3 separate regions of the Mus musculus genome follow, and regions 1 and 2 are each linked to region 3. Evidence: chromatin contacts called from public promoter capture Hi-C data. All regions are on one chromosome and are shown on one strand. The core of a region is the stretch at or near the end of the contact, and the rest is flanking DNA. Distances in the headings are between cores, read along the strand shown.

Evidence for each region. Promoter capture Hi-C pulls out the DNA fragments that hold promoters and counts their contacts. Capture Hi-C pulls out chosen DNA fragments and counts their contacts.
Region 1: a contact with region 3 is called in a promoter capture Hi-C map of adipose tissue, with 2.5 times the contacts expected there. The contact joins the promoter of Xrn1 here to the promoter of 4930579K19Rik in region 3. A contact is called at or near these places in 1 of 39 promoter capture datasets (liver), 1 of 115 datasets of contacts at active chromatin or transcription factors (astrocytes) and 1 of 9 other capture datasets (adipose tissue).
Region 2: a contact with region 3 is called in a promoter capture Hi-C map of pre-B cells, with 6 times the contacts expected there. The contact joins the promoter of Atr here to the promoter of 4930579K19Rik in region 3. A contact is called at or near these places in 2 of 39 promoter capture datasets (erythroid cells and pre-B cells) and 1 of 484 Hi-C or Micro-C datasets (CD4 T cells).

Annotation. Positions count from the first base shown.
Region 1 is chr9:95,953,336-95,957,273 of GRCm38.p6, forward strand. Xrn1 (5'-3' exoribonuclease 1) reads left to right here and starts at 1,425. Exons shown (of 42, transcript NM_001311130.1): 1 at 1,425-1,608. The coding sequence starts at 1,534. Gm16794 (a long non-coding RNA gene) reads right to left here. Exons shown (of 3, transcript XR_871036.3): 1 at 1,293-3,938.
Region 2 is chr9:95,855,042-95,859,195 of GRCm38.p6, forward strand. Atr (ataxia telangiectasia and Rad3 related) reads left to right here and starts at 2,556. Exons shown (of 47, transcript NM_019864.1): 1 at 2,556-2,742. The coding sequence starts at 2,684. It overlaps 1700065D16Rik (RIKEN cDNA 1700065D16 gene), which reads right to left and starts at 2,841. Exons shown (of 2, transcript NM_001271569.1): 1 at 2,466-2,841; 2 at 377-519. The coding sequence starts at 2,715. The coding sequence ends at 407.
Region 3 is chr9:98,560,871-98,565,176 of GRCm38.p6, forward strand. It overlaps 4930579K19Rik (RIKEN cDNA 4930579K19 gene), which reads right to left and starts at 2,741. Exons shown (of 1, transcript NR_029444.1): 1 at 1,590-2,741. Copb2 (coatomer protein complex, subunit beta 2 (beta prime)) reads left to right here and starts at 2,861. Exons shown (of 22, transcript NM_015827.2): 1 at 2,861-2,953. The coding sequence starts at 2,951.

The sequences.
Region 1 (3,938 bases), core at 175-2,674, 2.6 Mb before region 3:
GCTGAGATTCAAACTTTCATGCCACACAGGTTTGAGTTTTGGGGTTGAAATGGGCTTTCTTATCAACTAGGATCTCCCTGAACTTACAATGTACCTGAGGATGGCCTTTAACTTCTGATCTTCCTATGCCTCCTAAGTAACCACAACCGGCTTTTTGAATTTTGTTGGTTTCTTTGTTTTGAAACAGGGTATCAAAAATTGTGGATGAGGGGAGTAACCCAGAGTCTTGAAATGGTGGGAAATTACTCTTTCCCACAATACAACTCACAGACTTTAACAAGAAGGAAGGCCCAAGTGTGGATACCTGAAATCCACCTCGAAGAGGAATAATAATCATGGGAGGCAGAGGGAGGAAATTGGGTCGGAGAGGTGAGAGGAAGGGGAAAAGAAGGGGCGGGATCAGGTATGGAAAGGAGGGATGCCCAGAGGGCCAGGAGAATTAATCAACATGCAGCAGTGGAGGTTAGGGCCCATGGGGAACCTCTAGAAAGTCCCAGAGATCTGGGATGTGAGAGGCTACTAGGACTCAATGGGGATGACCTAAGCGGAAATGTGAGGTGGAAGCAGATGGGGGAGCACCCTCTCAGAGTTGGGAGGAGGGCTTAAAGAACTCCGGGAGGGGGAGTCAGGATGGGGGGGGGGGTTGGAATGTAAATAAAGTAATTTAATAAAAGATATAAAGAGGAAAACTATAAAACTCTTTAAAATATTAGAAAATTAAAACTCTTCTGTAGGTTTACATTACTCAGAGAATTACTCCTCTCACAAGCTAACCAGACTTTTTCAAGTCCACATTGAAAAATAGTAAATTTAACGATCCCACGAGGGACAAGCCCACAGTACAAAAAGCAAGTGTCCAATACCTTTCTTACTAGGGTTTCTATTACTGTTATAAGCACCATGACCAAAAGCAACTTAGGAAGGAAAGAGTTTACTTGGCTTACACTTCCACATCACAGCCCATCATCAAAGGAACTTGAGGCAGGAACTGAAGAAGCTCTGAAGGAATGTTGCTTTCTGGCTAGTTCACTCAGCCTTTTTCACATACCGAAAGACCACCGGCCCAGGGGTGGCAGCAGCACACATTCAGATGGGCCCTCCCGCATTGATCAGTAATCAAAATATTCCCACAGGCCAATTTGGAAGCAGCGTTTTTCTCAGTTGAGGTTTCTCTTTCTAACGACTCTGCCATGTTTCAAGTTAACATAAAGCTAACCAACTGTCTCTTAAACGTTCTTATACCATCCGCAAGTCCACACCTCAATCAACTGGCATTTTAAACCTGAGCTCACCTAATGCGCAAATCACACCTCTTGCGCTGTCACCAACGAGTATGGAAGAGCGAGGCAGCGGGATAGACAGGACCCACCGCCCACCAGCGCCGTCCTGCCCCTCTAGGCCCACGGTTTGCTCTATGGTCTGGCGGACCTTGTGTTGTCATCCTCCGAGCGACGGCCGGAGGCGGCGGCGGAGGCCCGGGCGGGGTGTTTGGTTTCGTTTCTGCACCGACTGGAATTAGTGTCGACGGTCAAAATGGGAGTCCCCAAGTTTTACCGATGGATCTCGGAGCGGTACCCCTGCCTCAGCGAAGTGGTGAAGGAGCATCAGGTGGGTGAGCTCAGGCCGCGGCGCAGAAAGCGGGCCCGCGGGCCTCTCTGCGCTGTGGGACCCCGGCCTTCCAGCTGCCCGCGGTGCAGGTCAGCGGCCGAACGGGGGGAAGAGAAGGGGAACGGAGGCTTGGCGGCCCCCGGGTAGCCGCACCAGGTAGAGGCAGGTCAGAACAGAGTGGCTTGCGGCAGGTCTGAGCTCCCCCTGGGAAGGCACTCCAGGACTTGCAAAGGAGCCCTTGGTGGGAAGGCTTTTAAGGAGCCCTCTCTGTCCTCCTGGGAACCGGACCTGGAGCTTCGCTTTAGGCTGCGAAGCTGTGTGGGACGACTTCTCGGGTCCCTCATCCCAAGCAAAGCAACAGACGGTATACAAGCACTAACGTCCCCGTGGTGGAATCGCGGAGCACTCCAGCTGTGAAGAGCTGCATTTAACCTCAATGCCTGGACCGGTTGCTGTAGCTAGCTAGTGTCTTGGGTTTGTGATACTTTTTCATGCTCCCGTTAGCCCCCAGACAGGACCGACCCCCCTATTGTCTAAACGAACAAAACGTTTAGATGGAGCGCAGGGATGGGGCGGGGAGGTGGGGGGAATGGTGCTTAAAGGCTTTAGTATGGCAGAAAGATCTCGAAACATTATTACTAACACTTAGTGTATAATGACCCTACAGCAGCGGGTTTTTTTTTTTTTTGAGTTCTAAAAGTGTGTATTTGTATATTTATATATACTATATACTAGAATATATCTGCATGTTTGAATGACGGAGGAGAGAAACCAAATGTTCTAATAGGTAAACTAGACTTTGAATGATAATGTAGTATGTCACATTTAATGACTTTGGTTTACAGAAAAAAAAAACTCGTTTTTGAAATTTGTATACTTAATAAATTATTTGTGATAAGTAGCACTGTATTAATACTGGAAGTTGTCAATTATGTGGGGTTTTTTTTTTGTTTGTTTGTTTTAAGGTACTTATAAGGTTAAAGATAGAATCCAGCCTCTGGAAAGGATTCTTTTGATATTAACTTCTAATGAAAGTTGGCATATAAAAGAAACCTTATAAAAAGTTCGAAAATGCTGACTTGTCTTCCCCTTATTTTAGTTAAGATTAGATGGTATGAATTTGGTTGACTTAAATTTAGATGGTATTTATTTTCAGGGAGAAAAGTGAAAATGGAGGCATTGTTTTTCTTTTTCAGGATCTTTAATCAATAAATATTTTCTAGCCTAATGTGTTCAATAACATTTTTATTCTATGCTCTTTGATCACAGACATTTATTTGGTAAAAATATCTTGGGTTCACCATCCTGGGGAATTTCATTGTAAAAACAAAACAGTCTTTTAAAGCAACATCATGACATGGGAAGCAAGATAGATTTTGTGAAAGTTTTACAGTAGATTGAAAGTAAGGATTGCTTTAAAATTACACTGAAAATAAACTTTAAAACTTGTTGGTGTGTCAGCGGGGCATGGTGTCCTACACCTTCAATCCCAGCACTGAGCAGGCAGAGGTAGGTAGATAAACTGACAGCCATGGAACACAGACCTGACAAAACAAGAAACTCGATGTATCAAAGTTAGGCCTTTCACAAATATTTTATTTAACAGAAGACCAAAAAAGGAAGACTAGGAGGGAAGGACCCAAGCACCCACATAAAAGCCGGGAGCAGCATAGAGCACCTGTAACCAGCACTAGAGAGCAGGGACAGGTGAAGCCTGAGGGCTCTCAGGCCAACTCGTCCAACTGATCAGTGAGCTTCAGGTTCACTGAGAGACCCTGCCTCAAAAAACAGACAAAAAAAACTAAATGAAGAACATTTAGTTTCCTGTGTGGTTGCCAGGGTGAACAGAAGCACACCCAGAGGGAGAGGATGGGGAGCGATGTGTTTTAGAACGAGAGTGAGGATGGTATCAGCACAGTTATTCATCCTTTGAACCACTGAATGAAAATAGATAGAATTCATGTGATTCAGTAGCCCCATGTTACTGAGTCCAAACACTACTAGATGAGGGCAAACTACCAAGAGACTCTAGACAGTTTGAGAGGAAAAGAAGAACTAGCTGATGAACTTGTGAACAGAACTCCAGAATACCCTGTAGGCTTCAAAGGACTAGCCAATTAGATAACAGTACCTAAAGCTGGGGGAGGGAGGCTTTATTTTATTTTATTTTTTAAGACTGACTGAGTGAAGAAGAAAAAGCAGTATCCCACCTAGACATTCAAAGCTGACCTACCAAAGGATCGTTATGTGGCACAGTATGCCCTAAGGAGAAATGGCTGAGAATAAAATAAATGTTACCATGGAAGGCATACTGGAAACAGAAGAAACTG
Region 2 (4,154 bases), core at 1,306-3,805, 2.7 Mb before region 3:
TGTTGCGGGACATGGATGACAGGAGTCAAGGAGACACTGGCTAGGGGAATGGGGTAGTTAATGTGTGACATTAGTCAAGCTGCCTTGGCCCCTGGGCAGCAGTGAGGTAGTGAGATGAGGCTATTGTTTTTTATGAGTGCTGTGAGGACAGAGGCATGCAGGCTTGTGAGACTCCTGACCACAGCTAGCTGCGCCTGTCAGTTCCTTACAGCAGCTTTGAAAGGAGAGAAAGATTTCAGGGGTGTGATCCCAGTCTGTGGGGCTGCTTCCAAGATCATCTGGAAGGTCTGTCTAGGTGTCTGTCTAGCATAAAGGAAGGCATGAGTCTTAGTTGCTGTTCTGTTGCTGGAAAAAGAGACACTATGACCAAGGCAACTTAGAGATTAACAGTTTATTGGGGGTTTGCTTACAGTTTCAGAGGGTTGGAATCCATGACTATTATGGCAGAGACCAAAGCGACAGGCAGGCAGGCATGGCGCTGGTGAATTAGCTGAGTGCTTACATCTTGATCCACAAGCACTGGACAGAGGGAAGAGAGACGAGTGAATGGGGAGACAGGGAGAACGGGGAGGGAAGAGAAGGAAGAGGAAGAGGGAGAGAGAAAGAAGTAATTGGAAATGGCATTGGCTTTTGAAATCTAAAAGTCCACCTGCCCCCATTCCTAGTGACACTCCTCCTCCAGCAATCCTTCCTAAACAGTTCCACCAACTGGGGATGCCAAGTGTTCAAATATATGAGCCTCTGGGGGTCATTCTCCTTCAAACCACCACACCATGAGTCTGAGCTCTAGCTCTAGCTCTATGTAAACTAAATATAGAGGCACCTGCCTGTAATCCCAGTACCCAGAAGGTGGGATGAAGATCAGCAGTTCAAGGTCATCCTCAGCTACATAGTGAGCTCAAGGCCAGCCTGGGCTATGGGGGACCCAATCTCAATAAGCAACAACAACAGCAGCAACAGGAGAAAAAGAGAAACTGTTGGTGATTCTGGGGAGAATTAGGGCAGGGAGGGGGAGGGACACAAGGGCAGAGTATAATAAATACTGGGTTAGGACTGAATGGGAGATGAAAATAGAATCAGCCTTACGAAAAATTCTTCTGCAGAGTTTGGCAGAGAGAGAGAGTCCTCAGAGGGAGGACCGACACTGGCCTTGGCATCTGCCTCTCATTTATTGGTGTATCACTAAGGCTGTCCAGATAAATGGCTGCCAGCTTCCTTTCATTCTGATTTGCACCCCCCTCCAAACTCAAGGGTAGCTTTGACTAGCTCTTGCTATTGTTTCAGACTGTGCCTCACCATGTAACCTAAGGCGGCTTAAGCTGGTTACCATGCTGCCTCCGCCTCTAAAGTGCTAGAATTATAGCCATGTAGTGCTGTGGCCAGCTTATTGTCACTCTGTGGAGAGCTATCAGTACCTCCCTACCACTTACCGACACTGGGTGATGGTGCTGTCCCTCAGTTGTGTTGGATCATATTCACAGATAGCCTAGGACATATGTGGACTGCCCATGGTGGCCCACCAACGGCACTGGGAGGAGAGGGGGTGGTATTGGAATGTAAAGTGAAAAACAAATAATTGTTTCAAAAATTGCTTTTTGGATTAGATTTGCCAGAGCTCTGCTGTTTGGGGTCCTGCACTTCAGAACTGCAGTGCTACTCAGTGATGAATTACATACTGGGTTGTTGTTGTTGTTGGTGGTGGTGGTAGTGGCTTTTGGTTTTGTTTTGTTTTTTGAGACAGGGTTCCCCTGTATCCCAGACTGCCCTTGAGCTCATTATAGAGCTAAGGATGGCTTTGAACTCTTGATCCTTCTGCCTCTATACCCAAAGTAAGGGGATTGTAGGCATGTGCAACTATGCCTTCTTTTTTAAAATCGTTTAACTGTAGTTTGTTTAGTACTCTAGGTCCTCTGTGCCCGAGCCTCACGAGCTAGGTTAGTGCTCTTCCACTGGACTGTGCCCTCAGCTCTGTCATTATTGTCATCTTTCTCAACATGATTTCAAAATAGCTAGCTTTTCTTGCTTTTTAGCAGATACACTATTTTTCATAGTTGCCTGTCCTATGTTAGGTTTCTATTGCTGTGATGGAACACAATGATGGAAAGTGACCTGGGAAGGAAAAGGTTTGCTTCAGCTTAAAGTTCCTCGTCACAGGGCATCACTGAAGGAAACGGGGCAAAGGGATGGGTGTTCAAAGTACAGCTTTGCAGTCAGAGCGCATCTGGCTGCCATTCCACCACTTTTTAATTTTATTTTTGGAGGTTGTATCAATAATTACCCTTGTGTCCTAAACAGCAAATGTAAGGATTACTGCATGGCCTTACCTAGTTAAATATGCCATTCGAACATAGTGAAATATCTAACTTTGTTGGGTCGTCAGGTCCCTCTCCGACCCAGATCCTAGCTTACGGCTTCCCTGAGCATCCAGGTTTGAGCAAAAAATACCCGTGGAGTAGGTCACGCACTCGCCTGGGAGGGAAAGTGGGCGGGCACGTCCGCTGTCGGCTCCGCCCCTGTCGCCTCTGGGATTTCCCCAGGGTTCCAACCGCAACCGAGAGCGGCTTCCGGGAGGAGAATTTTGGACCTCGCGGGGCTCCGTCGACGCTCCGCCCTCTCCACCGGAGGCGGCTGTGGAGAAGCCCGGCGCCGGCGGCGGCTGTTTTGAGAGCCGCTCGGTGTCACCATGGGCGACCACGGGCTGGAGCTGGCGTCCATGATCCCCGCCCTGCGGGAGTTGGCCAGGTAGGGCCGCGCGTCGTCGCCAGCTTCGAGTCGCCGGGTCTCCTCGGCCCGCGCCGCGGCCTGTGGCCGCCGTTCCCTCCCTCACAGTGGCAGTTGGCCGGAGCGCCGTGGCGACCCACGTGCCGGGGTGACCGTGGCAGCCGCGGCTCGGCTCGCGGGGAGCCAGTCCACGCGAGCTGCTTCCCGCTTGGCCTCGAGAAGGGTCTCTTCTGGCCATCTTACCACACTCGTTTGCTTCCCGAAAACTTCCCCCGGGTCCTGGTCCTTTGGTCGTTGTTGACGGAATCCATTGGCTGAGGTTTTGTTTGGGAATCACGGCCCCGCTTCTGAGGGAAGCGCGGCGGTTTCTCCTCCGAGAGAGGCCGAGCGTCGGCCAGCCCGCTACTCTAGTCGGAAGTCCCCGGGACTGGCCACGGGTCCACGGAGTCCAACGTGCACAGCGTCCCCCAAACTAAAACACGCGTTGGTGTTCATCTGCAGTTGCCTCTTTGAGGCTCGCCGCCTTCAATCCCAGAATTTGGGTGGCAGAGGTGCCCCTAGGCCAGCCAGGACTAAATAGTGAGACCTTGCCTCTGGAAAGACAAAGACAAGAGAAAAAAGGGGGTGGGGGGAAGCAAACCCCTTGTTTCTGTCAACCTCGAGAGTCAAAGGAGAACCGGGTTCCAATCAGAAATTAGCGCTTGCCACGCCCCTTCTGCGCTCTAGGTTTTCCTCTGTCAGGACACCGCAGCCATTGAGTTCTCAAGTCGGTTCTCTCAGGCTGGAAAGTTTGCACGTAGAGTTAGTGCTGACCTTAAGTCTGTGAGCTATCAGTTTCCTTTTAGTTTTGCACCGCAGCGATGTTCATTTCCTCCTGTTGGCCATACCAAAAACCGAAAACCTAAATTAGAGGATAAATGAAAAGACCACTTTTGTACTGTCTGAAGGGTTTTTTTGTTTGTATGTTTGTTTTTTTACTTTGCATGAATGTGGCAAATAGACTTTGTGGGAGCAAAAAAAAAAATCATTAAAAATTTGAATTTAGTAATTTCTGTCTAAAAGTATATGAGATAAAGTGATTTTGGAAAACTGATAATACAAATTTTGTCATCACTGAAATTCTGGAAGGCAGGGACCAACACCTGAGGTTGTTCCCTGTCCTTAACTCATGTACCGTGGCACAAGAACCTATATTCATATGTACATACATACATATATATCTCACATGCGCATACAGACTTTTTAAAATGATTAAAATTTTAAGTTTAACAGCTATTAATATATTAAAAACTTACATAATTCAACAATAAAAAAGTTTGATGAAAAAAATGAATAAGGAAATTGAGATTTTTCTCCAGAGAGAATATAAAATAGCTAATAAGTAAAGGAAAACACAGATGTTTGATATGATTAAAAGTAAGGGAGACAAATCC
Region 3 (4,306 bases), core at 1,491-3,990:
CATTTCTTCAATTGTGTCATATACCTCAGCAAAGGCACATACGTGAACGAGTTAGTTGTCTGGCACAGTGGTCTCCAATAGTTTACCGTATCAATGCCCCAATCCTCCCTATTTATAAATGTTCAGGTTCCAATCCCAGTCCCTTCTTCCTTCTCCCTCACTGCTTCCAAATGAATACTCTTTTCCACGCAAATGTGAAACATTCTGATCTGTAAAACATACCTTACCCTCTACGACTTGAGATCTGACTCGAAGTCTGTGTACTGAGGCTTGTTATCCTCTAACTAAGCTGGGCATTTTCTTCTGTTCTTGCTTTTCCCTAAGGTTAGTCATATTCTGCCCAGTATGCAATGTTTCCTGCCTAACTGATCTTTCCTCCTTATAGACTGTAGCCCTTCCAGGGGAGCAGCTAGCTGCTTCTTCATGCTATTTCTCTGCTAAGCTGATATATATGTATTCAACAACAACAAAAACAAACAAAACATCGTTTCCTTGAAGAATTTTCATTGTCGCAGCCTCTTAGAAGGAAGTGGAAATATGATGTGGACTAGTTAACTTTTTGTTAACTTGTCACAAGTTCAAGTCATCTGGGAATCTCAGTGGAGACAATCCCTCTATCAGACTGGCCTGGAGGCAAGTCTGGGTGTCTTTTCTTAATGATTGACATGTGTGGGCCCAGCCCACTGTTGGCTGTGCCACCCTGGGAACCCAGCAAACCATGGAGAACAAGCCAGAAAGCAGCACTTCTCTGTGGACTCTGCTCCTACTCTTCCCTCCCAGGTTCAAGCCTGGTCCTGTCTGCAGCTCCTGCCTTAGCTTTCCTCAGTTACCGACTGCATCTTCTAGGGTAAAAGAAAGCCTTTCCTCCCAGGCTGGTTTTGCTCAGTGTTTTATCACAGCCACTGAAGTCAAACTAGAACAGATGGGGGTGGGGCTGGGGTGTACACACGGTACTGCTAAATCGATGCTGGAAGGGATGCCCACTTGGGATGAAGCAGCCGTCCTAGAGATTGACCAGCTAAGACTTTAAGCTTGTTATCAATAGCAATCAACCCCTTGGGAAACCCTCTACCAATTTGCTAAGCTTGACCATAGTTCTTTTCTTCCCCAGAGCTATTTTCCCAACCTTCCACATGCCTCTAAGCCAGAGTAAACAAGAGATTTTGTTTTAAGCCCACAATTGAACACTTAAGAGTTATGTGTGTGTGTGTTTATGTATTTGATTATTTTCTTGAAATTTCTTACAATTAAAACCCAAGTCCAGAGTTTTAGAGGTATTCTCTTAAGATAGTACCTAGCATAACTTTTCATATAGCCGAAATTCAGTACATAAGTTTTAAAAGATTAAAAGAGAGAGAGAGAGTCTTGCAGAAACTGGTATTGAACTCGCAGATCTTCAAGGTTTGTGGTTACATGGGTACGCTATGGCCTGGCTAAGAGCTGATCATAGTCACTATTGCAGAACTTGATGTTGCTGACCTGCAGCAGCAAAAGATGGAGACACAAAATGAGCACGGCAGGTGGGGGCTTAACTCTCCAGCAGGTAAACTACAGGTGTTATATAGATTTAAGTATTATCAACAGGTTCTGTGGAATGGAGATGTTATTTTATTTTATATTTATTGATACTGTGTCAAATTAAAAATGCAAAGAGAATTAAGGAATCAAAAATAATAGAAGCCCAGCTATTCTCCACACTAGATATAGTTCACATTTTAAAAAGTTTCAACTAATTCTTGCAATTGGTTGCGCTACAGTATGCGATTATGTGATTATTCATGTCAATTATGTAAAAATCTCATTACTGAGAGAAAATTTGTTTTTACTGACAGAATAGTAAAAATGGATCTTTGAAAACTATCTGACTTTTTGTATATGAAAAACTGAGGCCTATAAATCTCCCAAGAGCCAGGCACTACCTAATGAAAACTCACCCTTACTTCTCTCAGGCTATACAATTCCTTTCTGGAAACCTAGGCTTTTCTCCAACTAGAGGTTTATAAGGAGCTAAGGGCAACTTCCATTTGTTTCATAGCATTATCTTTTTAAAAGGTGTGTGAAATCGATACACAATGTATTTGCACTTTTCCTGGCAATCATTTTTTTGAAATTCAACTAATTTATTAAAGAGCTATTTTGGCATAGCAGATAGAGCACTGGGCTTCCAGGGCGTATTCTCCCCTGAGCCCAGATCTTAACAACACTACTTACTATGCCATCTTGGCCAGTAAACCTGAGTTCTTTGAGTCTTACATTTCCAATCAATAAAACGGAGACGACTCCTACGTGATGTGGCAGTACCACCAACTGAAGGTACATAGCCAAACAAACGACCCGGTGGATGCTCTTTGAAGGGTAATCACCCGACTGCCTCCGGGAGCCTCCAGAACCAAGATCTCAGGGCTCCTCGGAGCCTCAAAGGCGGGAGCCGCGCCCACATCTTTTCCGCCTCGGTCGGTTTCACCCAAGACCCAGACACCGCTCTGGGCCCCGTTCCGGAGCCCGCTGGAGTACACAGTTTTAGAGCTTTCTTTTCTCTGCCAGAGGCTCACGCTGTTCGGATAGCGCTTCCGGGCCCCTCCACTGCTGCCGACGTTCAGCAGGAATCCAGCACTGCGCTCCATCTTCTTGCCTTTCTGAAACTGACCGAAGGTGAGCAGCCCAGACCGCCGCTAGTCACCGCCCAACTCTGGCCACAGCAATACACTCCATCAGCCAGCTCAGCAGCGGGAGACGCGGAAGTCCGCGTTACCTAGGAAACTGGGGCGGGACCATGCACGGACCGCCTTACGGAGGGTGTGCGCAGGCGCAGAGCCTGGCTCCGAGTACCGCGAGAGTCGCTTCCCGGAAGTTCCACGTCAGTGGGTTGGCCGGTCCACGGGTCGGTGGGTTCCTGAGTGTGTCGCCTTGAGCCTGTGACGGGCAGGGGCTCGCTCGGACAGTCGGAGCCATGGTAAGTCGGGCCTCAGGGGACAGAGAGTGGAGCCCACCGGCTGCGGCGGGTTCCCGGGGCTTCTTGGCTAGGAGCAGTAGCTAGAAGCGGTCTGCGCTGCTACTGCTGCGGCCTGACGGGGTCCTCCTGTCCCGTTGGCGTCCTGGGAGGAAGAAGGCCAGACCGGGAGGCTGCCGTGGTGACACAGTAGTGTAACTGGGTACCCGCGAAGGAGCGGCGCCCCCGACTCTCAGGGCGGTCAGGGCGCCTGTCAGTGCCCTTGCAGTCTGCACCGGGTCCGGTAGTGCAAGTAAATGCTAGAGTCAGGACTCGGATGCCAAAGGCAACTTTGACCAAGTCACTTTATTCTGTCATTGAGGGTGGTGCTTGCTAACCCACCTTCCAGGTTGCGTGAGGTGTTTGGTAGTGTGCAGGCACCACATTGCAAACTTAAGCAGAGGAAAACCAGAACTAAACAAAGTTAAATGTATATGGAGCCAGAGGTGAAATTTCAAATGCTATGGCAGCCCAGCTCGTCGTTTTCTAGTTGATGTTGATTGGGCCTTCTGTGCACACAGAGGATGACCTTTTTGGGGAAGGCCCTGAGATCTGCCTAACTTAGTTTTGAGACATATTTTTAATAGTCAATTAAAAATTGACTTTCCTTCTTCAATGTTTGTGAGTTCCATACCCACACATTGAACCAGCTTTCGGTGGAAGACATTTGAGGAAAACTGTTGTGTGAACATGTGCTGTCATAGTATACAACGACTCTTTACAACTTTGACCCCTGTATCGGTGTTCTAACTAATCTAGAGATGACCAGGAGTGATGGGTAAATTATAAGCACTTAAATAACTGAACGTGAGCGTTTTGATTTGGTGGAGGATACTGGAACCATGTGCAGAGATACTAAAAGATGGCTGTATTTTAAGTCTCGAGTAAAAAGTACAAAACATGACTTTATTTATTTGCTCACTCACCATAGGAGCATTTCACTGTCCTGCATTTTGCTAAACATTTACCAGCTGATTGTCACCGCAGCCTGTGGATAATTATGAGTAATGTTTATGGTGGTTACTATAAGCCGTGCTCTGCTCTAACTGAACTCTGATTTTAATTCTCAGAATGCTAAGAGAGATATTATTATTATCCCTGTTATACAAGTCAAACCTTGGGTGTTAATTAAACTTACTACCATGTGTCTGACATGAGCGCTGCAGCTGAGGCTTCTAGCAAGACTGTGGACCTCATCTATACTACCTGTTCCTCCCGTATTCCCAAATACATATGGTGTGGAGAGAAGGAGCTGGATAAGCACTGAGCCTGCCCTTCAGAAATAAACCACTCCACAAGCAAGAAGAGCTGTGTACG